Regions from separate parts of the Zea mays genome. Here regions 1 and 3 are each linked to region 2. A link is a contact called in public Hi-C data. All regions are on one chromosome and are shown on one strand. The core of a region is the stretch at or near the end of the contact, and the rest is flanking DNA. Distances in the headings are between cores, read along the strand shown.

The links. A called contact is a pair of places that touch in the nucleus more often than the background predicts.
Region 1: a contact with region 2 is called in a Hi-C map of ear, with 3 times the contacts expected there. The contact joins the promoter of LOC103638266 here to the promoter of LOC100281455 in region 2. A contact is called at or near these places in 6 of 25 Hi-C or Micro-C datasets (ear, endosperm, leaf and 2 more).
Region 3: a contact with region 2 is called in a Hi-C map of endosperm, with 2.4 times the contacts expected there. The contact joins the promoter of LOC100147736 here to the promoter of LOC100281455 in region 2. A contact is called at or near these places in 3 of 25 Hi-C or Micro-C datasets (bundle sheath, ear and endosperm).

The regions. Positions count from the first base shown.
Region 1 is chr9:38,295,312-38,298,466 of Zm-B73-REFERENCE-NAM-5.0, reverse strand. LOC103638266 (kanadaptin) reads right to left here and starts at 1,460. Exons shown (of 12, transcript XM_008661229.3): 1 at 805-1,460. The coding sequence starts at 1,286.
Region 2 is chr9:38,085,923-38,088,916 of Zm-B73-REFERENCE-NAM-5.0, reverse strand. It overlaps LOC100281455 (ubiquitin-protein ligase), which reads left to right and starts at 1,612. Exons shown (of 4, transcript NM_001361087.1): 1 at 1,612-2,005; 2 at 2,701-2,994. The coding sequence starts at 2,000.
Region 3 is chr9:37,952,108-37,954,954 of Zm-B73-REFERENCE-NAM-5.0, reverse strand. LOC100147736 reads right to left here and starts at 1,264. Exons shown (of 3, transcript NM_001358120.1): 1 at 659-1,264; 2 at 436-569.

The sequences.
Region 1 (3,155 bases), core at 211-2,710, 210 kb before region 2:
TCTAATCTTGGTAATGCCAACAAACAACATGACTTATATATCAGCAGCAACAGCCAAAGCAGTGAACAAAAAAAAGGGTAAGAAACCTTAACGCTCATTTGGATACTGAGGGTTAACTCATTTCACACAACTAAACAACTTAGAGCTGATTTGGTGACCAGGGATCACGAGGGGAACTATAAGGGAGAAATCCTTAACGCTCATTTGGGTACTGAGGGTTAACTCATTTCACACAACTAAACAACAACTTATGGCTGATTTGGTGACCAGGGATCACGAGGGGATCTATGAGGGAGAAATCCTTAACGCTCATTTGGGTATTGAGGGTTAACTCATTTCAAAATAGTAAGGGGATTCCTCTCCTATGTATCCCCTCGTGATCCTGGTCAACAAACCAGCCCTTAGGGGCTATTTGGTTCCCACCTCCTAAACTTTAGTGACTAAAAGTTTAGTCACTTTTAGTTTCTGAACTGCCAAACAGCTCCAGTGTAGAGCTGTAGTTTATAATATCAATTTAACTAGTTTTAAAAATATTTTTTATTTAAATAATAAACAAAATGACTTATTTAAATGTTTTCTAAAGGCTTACAACTCCAGCTTCTAAAGGCTTACAACTCTGCTCCAACAACTCCACCAAATTTACTGTAGCTATCCCAAACAGGGCCCAAATAGAAACTCTAGAGACTAAAGTTCAGGCACTTAAAGTTTAGGAGGGTGACTAAGGAACCAAACACCTTAATCACGAAATAAAAATATCATTAAATTAACAAAGAACTGATGAAAGGATGGGAATTGCAAACTCACACGTCAAGCTGATCAACGATCGTCCCGTCCTTGAGCACCTCAAGGAAGAAGGGTTGGCTCGGCGCGGTGCTCCACTCGGGAATGGCGTACGGCGCGCGAGCCCTCTGCCGCTCCACCGGCGACGCGGCCGCTTCCTCCATCACGTTGTTGCCGGAGGAGGCCCCGCTGCTGTTGGGCGCCTCCTTCGCTGACGAACCGCTCACGCTCGGGCTCGGGACAGCGCCTCCCTCAGCCTCTGCCGCCTTCGCTTCCATCTGCGGTGCCGGTGGGGCGGGTTTTTGAGGCGGAGGCGGAGGCATCGAGGAGGATGTGCTAGGGTTAGCGCGACCGTTCACCTCCGCTGAAGACAAGTCGGGCTCGGACGCCGCCTCCGGCCGTGCCGTCGGCGGCGAGGGGTTTGGGAGCGGAGAAGGTGGCATGGAGGCGGATGACGAAAAGGAATTAGGGTTACGCGGCGGAGGCGGTGGCATGGAAGGGTTCATGGCTGCGGCAGAAGCGGGGCTAGGACAGCAGACGGGTAGACGGCGGCGAGGTGCGAGTGGAGAGGGAGAGGTGAGTTGCGAGCGAGAGCGAGATCAAAGTCGAACAAAGCAATCTTCGCCCTTGGTTTTCAGTGTTTCGTAAGAACTCAGTATAGTTCGTGTAATATAGAGATGTGTTTAGTTTTTATGGGCTAATGTTTAGTGTTTATATTTTATTCTATTTTATTATCTAAATTATTAAATATAAAAAAATAGTTTTTGTATTTGACAATTTAGATACTAAAATAGAATAAAATGAATGGACAAAAAATTAGTCCCTAGAAACAAAATATCTCCTAAGTATTAAATAAAATTTAATCTCATCTTTTAATTATTCATGTATAGTTAGTTTTATAATTAGATTATATTTCATAATCATAATTACCATTCAAACTTTTTGATGTGATTGTGACTCTTGAGTGAAACCATATGTAGCCACTTGAGTGAAACCATATGTAGCCAATGGGTCGTGTTGTGCTCGTCCGTCGATAAATAGCGAGTTGTGTCATGTCCGTCCGTGGGTAGAAGTCTAAGTCCAAGCACGACCGGCTAGTTTTAAACGTGTCGTGTTGGGCTATCGTGCCGTGTCGTGCTACCATGCTGGGCAGCTCAAGACCCGCGTTGTAACAGAGCTCAAAAAATAAAGCTTCTATCTATTTATATGTAACCAATGGGTCGTGTCGTGCCGGCATGGACCGAGTATGGGCTGTGCCGATTTAATCGGGCCATGGTACGACACGGAAAAATAGTGAGTCGTGTCGTGATCATCTGTGGCCCAAAATCTAAGCCCAAACACGGTCCAACTAGTTTAAAACGGGTCGTGTCGGACTATTGTGGTGTGTCGTGCTATCGTACCGGGCGGTCCAAGACCCGCTTTGTAACAAAGCTCGAAAATAACTTAAAATTTACTAGGTATATGCCCGTGCGTTGCTACGGAATCAATATAATAAAATACAATAATTTTGGTATATCAATGTATGTTATCAAATTAATTTTGTAACAACGCACAAACATATACCTCTCAAGATGATATTCTATATCAACAAGTTACCTTAGCGAAGAACATTCATTTCAGAGATAAAGCTCTAATACTTCAGTTAGCATACTAAACATTAGATCTATCTAGTCCATGCTCACTTGTTGCATCTCCCCCATCAAAGAACCTTGGACCCTCTAAGAATATGTGAAACCATTGCTTCCCTGTCTGGAAGTCGCTTTGCCTGCAGTAGTTAAGAATGAGAACAGTCTTTCATCTTGTACACCATGATTGAAGATGGTCGCATGTGATCTAAAACTGATATAATTGAGATGTTAAAAGCATTCTCTTTTCATAAAGAAACCTGAATATTTCAGATCAGAAGTAACGTTGCAAGTGACCTCGAGTCAGCTTGGATTGCTGAATATTCCACAGATTCATCAACCAAAATTAGGATATGCATTTTGCTTTCAAGCGTCAATAAAAAAGAGATGCACGAATCTACATTGCAGATTACACACCGATGAGTTGACCGAACCAAGCTATTTTAAGTCTGAGATCAGTAAACTGAAAAAGCATGCACGAATCAGCATTGCAAGAGAAGACAGAAGAACTGTTTAGGTTCAAACAATAGAAAGTAAGTCTAGTAATAACCAAATATATTTTTACAAACATCATACAATGCTTCCTCAGAAAACAAGATTTACAATGAAGTATTTTGAACATATTAAATACCTTTGTTGTTAGAGTCCAGGTTTCGAATGAAATTAATAGAAGTTGCCCTCTGAAATTGTTAAATTGTGATTCCTATCGAATATCCTGCATTCAGAACCTAGATTTGTACCTAGTGAGTG
Region 2 (2,994 bases), core at 363-2,862:
AAGACAAGAATACCCTTCACTGGTATTATAAACTCCATACATAGGGATTGGAACATTGTTGTGATTTTATACGAAGTTGTACAATGTTGTGCCCCTATAAATAGGTGAGAACGGTGTCCACACACATTACACTTTTTTGATTGAGAGCTCACGTACTCACACGAAGGTTCGTAGAGCTCTGTCTCTCAAGCCTTCACAATGTACTTTCCTTTGAACACTTTGAACACGTCGTAAGGTAATTTGTAATCAAACTTGTGTAACCACTCAAATGCTTGTAACTATATCAGGAAAGGAAATCAATAAAGAGAATGGAAGAATTGGCAAATGTGTTATGAGGGGTCCAGAGGTTTATTATACTCACGAATATCCCGGGCGCACGAGGGGGTTTCGAGGGCTTAAAACTAATAACTATCGCCTCAGGGTGCAAGAGTTCTCGAGAGATTATATTACTTCTTTTCCTTAGCTTTCTCTTGGCACTACATGACCTAGGGCCTAAGGTTTGTCTATGGTAGATGGGCCCTAGGTCCCTTCTGCCTGTACAAGTCTTGGTGCATATTTTTTTGTTTGGGCGCAGTAATGTCAAGCCTCCTGGCTTCAAGCTCTTCTAGCTAGTGCCAAGGGAAGTCTACGGGGCTTGGAGCCTTGAAATGGTGATCCCAACATAATAGTCCATGCAAATAGCTTCTATACTGGGATCCTTGAATGTGTCTTGGAGGTTGCCGAGGGTATGTGTTCCCCGAACGATGACATATATCTACCACACTCAACAAAGACAATATGCGATCAAATAATCATGGATCATTATTACTACACGCATAGAGGGACGAAAGAAGAGCATGTTGATGCAATAGTAGTTGTACATCCTCGCATACTAGCAACGGGAACACATTCACCCACGTTCTCCACATTTTTCTTACCGATGTCACAACAACATACTAGCAACGGGAACACATTCACCCACGTTCCCCACATTTTCTTACCGATGTCACAACAACGACAATATCTCTCTATAGCATGCACACATGCAAGAATAAAAACATCACGATACCCGTGTACTCGCACGACGTGTGCATGGAGAGAAAGGGCGGCAACAACTTGGGTGTCCATTCACACAATGTATATATACTTACTAATAAGCTTCTATTTTAAAGGTCTGTTATTATTTTTATATATTAAAATTGTTTTTAGGCATATAGTCAACACAATGACTCTGTAGGCCCACTGCCACTGATGGTTCCTAACGATCTCCATTAAAGAACCGTTGGCGTACCCTCCCGGGTCTCCAAATGCAGAGTCGAGCTGATGCCAACAAAAACAGCTTGCACAGTGTGGTCATCACTCTGCTTTACTTTTCCTAGACTTGCCGTGAAATCTATCCCTCAAAACGCCCAGCACGGTCGACGCGACGCGTGGTGGTGTGCGTTGCAAGCCAGCGTTCCTGTCTCTTCCTCCCGTGGCACTTGCCGACTGATGAGAAGAGAATGAGAAATAACCAGCTCCTGGTTAAGAAAAAAGGTCAACATCTTTGTACTCTTCCCGTCCAGCCCGTGGTGCGCTGCCTGCCTGCCTGCTGCTGGTAAACAAGTGAGTGAGCTGTGTGATTAGAAAAAAAGGGGGCGCCCTCTGCCCAACAGGAGCGACTCCGACTCCGACTCCGACTCCGAGGGCGGTGCGAGTGACCTTGCCCTTGTTTGGATTGGACGACGACTGGGTCCGCGAGCTGCCAGCGCGGTCTCCCACCACTATCCCTCTCTCCCCTCTCCGTTTGTCTCCATCCTTTCTACCTCGGCTGCTGCGTTGCGTGTGGCGCTGTGCTTGGGCAGACGTGGGCACCATGCCTGGGTGACTTGGTGTAGCACTGTAGCTGTGGCATGGAGCTGAGGAAGACGACGACGGGGGAGAGAAGAATGCTCCCCGGGTGCTAACTTGGCCGCCGCTGCTCAGGGGACGAGTCGAGGGGGAGAAGAGGAAAGTCCAGTTTCTTCAGCTTCTTGGTTGGATGCAGGTATGTTCCGCTGCCTGACTTGATTGCTTATTTGGATGCAGTTCCTTGTGACTTAAAATGGTTTGGGCGGGGAAATTACCAGAGTTTTGGGGATGTGATCCTCCCTCCCCCTCCCCCCCCCCCCCCCCCCCCCCAAAATCGCTGTTCTTGTTGTTCTCTCCTTTTAATCACTGTGCCTTTGCCACGAATTAGGGCATCTTCCTCTTATTTCAAATTGAGAAAAATCAGGACATCCTCAATGAGTTTCGAAGGTGCTGGGGCCAGATGAACCTGTCAAATTACAATCCAAGTGCGTATAGTGCTGACAGGAGAAAGCATGTGTTCTTAGATGTTCTTCATGTTCCTTCCAGGACCATGAGAACTGGAAAGTCCAGTCCAGCAGACAGCAGCTAACGTACAAACCAATCTGCCATAGTTTCTGCCGTGAATACCATCATGATTTTTTTTTTGGTGGGGTGCGGAGTGGCCACCTCTGTAGTATTATTATACCACTATTCACCAATTGTCTAGAATCAATCCCTATCAGTTTAAGATTGCAGAATTGTACTTTTGTATCGAACAAAGTTTGGTAGGTTTCTTCTTTACGACTTCCTAGTCTGAAGTCTGAACTACCCTTTTCCACACCAAAAGCAAAAAAAATAAAGAAAAGAAAAAAACATCTTTGGTGCCTAATGTGCACTTTCGCTTTGTTTCAGCGAAGTGAGGCGCAGGCCAGGAAGGCATCACTCGCCGAGTCTGTTCTAGCAGCCATCTCCGAGCTGATGCCTTCAGCGGCAGCCGCCGTCGATGCTGAGCACGAGAGCTTCATGGATGTCGGCAGCCACCTCCACCATGGAGCCCTGCCCACAGTGTCAGTGGAGGCGCAGAAGGTGCAGGGTTCCCCAGCCAACGCGCTGCACGTGATGGAGTATCTGGCTGCCAATGTTGACCTCGCCAAGGACCTCGTCACAAGGTGCAGCGCCATCGCGCAGCAGCTCATGGACGACGAC
Region 3 (2,847 bases), core at 15-2,514, 130 kb after region 2:
GCAACGATACTACCCACCCTTTATTTCCTTCCCACTTGCGGTAGTTTTTACTGGTGGTAGTTCTAGATCTGGACGGTGTTGTTCATGCATGTATGGTCCAGATTCACTGTTTAGATCTACCGTTCCCCAATCATGCATATGTGGATCCATAAATCAAGAAATTGTTGAATAATGGAAGGAATATGTGAAGCTATCAAATACAATAATCCAGGGACAGAGAATTTGTTTAGTATGGTTTTACAATACTCAAACACCATGTTTAACAGTGGCAAACACACTATATATATGATCCAAACATAACATCTAGTTGTCTTGTATGAGGGTGGAAAACTAACATTTGAAGACCAGAAGAAATATCGAACGTAACAGCGTATAAATGATTACCAATAATAGCGTACTTATGCAGGAGAATAGGACTACAAAAGTAATAAGTACCTATGCTGCGATGGACAATTGCTGATGATACTAGTCTGGCAGATGTGCTGGAAAAAAAAAAGCACAGAAATCTGCTCTAATTTCCACTCCCACAAATTGATCCATGTGTACAATTCCAAAAGCCGGTTTAAAACCTGAAAGTAAAAGTAAAGGAGGTTAACAAAAAGAGAACTCTATTGATAAAAGTTTTTTTTTCGGGCGGAGGTGTGATGTGGATTGTTACCTGATAACAAAAGGGTGGTGCAGTGCCTTGGACATGGAGCCGATAGAGATGTATACAGAGGGCACAAAACCTATGAGGCAGTTACTACGATGAGAGTGTCGAATACAAATTAGACCTAAAATGACAGGGAAAAATTAACAGTGCATAAACCCCACAGAAAGATTAGTTACCAAATCAGCAATAATGACAGAGGAAGAAAAACATGAGTAAATCTAGTTTTTTAATAATAAGATAACATCCGAAACATCATGTGCAGAGGTGGCTGCACGGTATGCAATGCAAAGGAAATACGATGAAAGCTGCAGGTAATTGAAGAAGTGCAGGTAGATGCTCAGAAGCCGCGAGTGAAATGGCCGTAGGCGGCCTGGCGGTGCTGCTGGACCACGTCGCCGCGGAACTGGTGCGAGGGCCGGGGCGGTGCCGCAGCCCGCCGTAGGTGGTGCGCTGCCACGCCGCACGGCCAGCGGAGGGCGCAGGCGGGTCGGTACTCCGGCGGGTTCGTGGCTCGGTGGCGGTGGTGCGGTGCCGCACCGCGCGGCCGGCTGAGGGCTCAGGCGGGTAGGGTCTCCAGATCCTGGAGAGACAGCGACGGGGCTGATGTGGATCGGAATGGGAAGTTGCGTCGGAACTCCGGAGCTGGCGTGGGTAGGATGGTCTTTTCCCTTTCTGTTGGTGAGTGCGGGTTGGGCTGCAAATGAGGTCGGGTCGGTTCGTCTCCATGACCAGCAAGTAAGAGAAAGTTATAATTTTGTCACTCTCACAGTTTCACTTTTGACTTCATATTATGATGTCATCTCATGTCTATAACTGGTGGGATCATCTATGTCTATAATTTGTAGGTCCGATGATATATAGCGAAACCCACAAATAATAATGGCAAAATTGTCAATGGCTCAGCGAGTAAAGACTTGGCTGAGCTCGATCGCAATAGCTTGAGCTTGGTCGCATTACGAATTGGATATTGAGCTCACGAGTTACCATAATAAGTCTCATTTATAGCATAAACTAGTATAATACACGTGCATTGCGACGGTACACAATCGTATTTTCATGATATTGGTTGGGAAGGACGAGGTCGTACACGCAATGCAATCAATGGTTGAGCGAAATAAATATTATACTTTATTTTAGCCAAAAGACCGAGAAAGATATGAGTTGAAAAAGAACACAATCGCTGTTTTTATAGAGCTCTCTGTAGCTCGTCCTCATTCAGCTAACGGGGTGTTATTATATGTGTACGACTTCCTGTCGTATTGGGCTTGGTGGCTTCTCACGGTCTATATATGGTATAGCAGCCTTGATGACTTATAACTCAAGACATTGACTCCATATAAACACACGGTATGACTACCAGTTTTAAAGACCCACAACATCTTCCACTAAACATATACCCTTTTATTTTTCTCTTAGACACACGCATTAAACACACAGTTCATGGACAGATAGAACCATCAAGATATCTATGGCTATTGCACAATAATCCGATAGAGAAGAAAACATGCCTCTTGGGCACCAAATTGAGGTGCGGACAGGCCAGCCCTGAGGCCGGACGGTCCGCGGTCCGGACGGTCCGCGCCTGTGGGCCGGACGGTCCGCGCGCGCGCAGAACAGATTAGGGTTCCGAGTTTTGTGCTACGGTTGTTAGCTAGATTCGCGGAATTAGCTCGGAATCAGTTGTGTAAAGGGTCCAGCCCCCTCCTCTATAAATAGAGAGGTCTACGGCCGATTTATCATCAATCGAATCAACAACACTTCTATTTCGCATTTTATCCTAGGAGTAGTTCTAGTCTAGTTTAGGTTTAGCCTCTCGATCTCCAAATTCTCGCTTCTCTTCGACTCTACGCCGATTAGAAGAGTCTAGGTCGGCCTGCCGAGCCTAGACATCACCTAGGATCTCTCCTCCCCGACGGGGTCCCTCCCGGGAGCGAGATCCAGGCCGCCGCCGGCGACTTCCGCCGCCTCTGCGTACGCGCGGACCGTCCGGCCCCCAGGGCGCGGACCGTCCGGCCGTCAGGCAGAGGACCCTAGCCCCTGCGCCAGGTCGCGGACCGTCCGGCCCCAGGCCGCGGACCGTCTGCGCCTGACCAGAGAGCACCGCCACGGTGCTTGTTGAGTGTTTGCCGCTCCGAAAAGGCGTCAACATACTTTTTGGCGACTCCGCCGGGGAAGACATATTTAGACCTATCAAA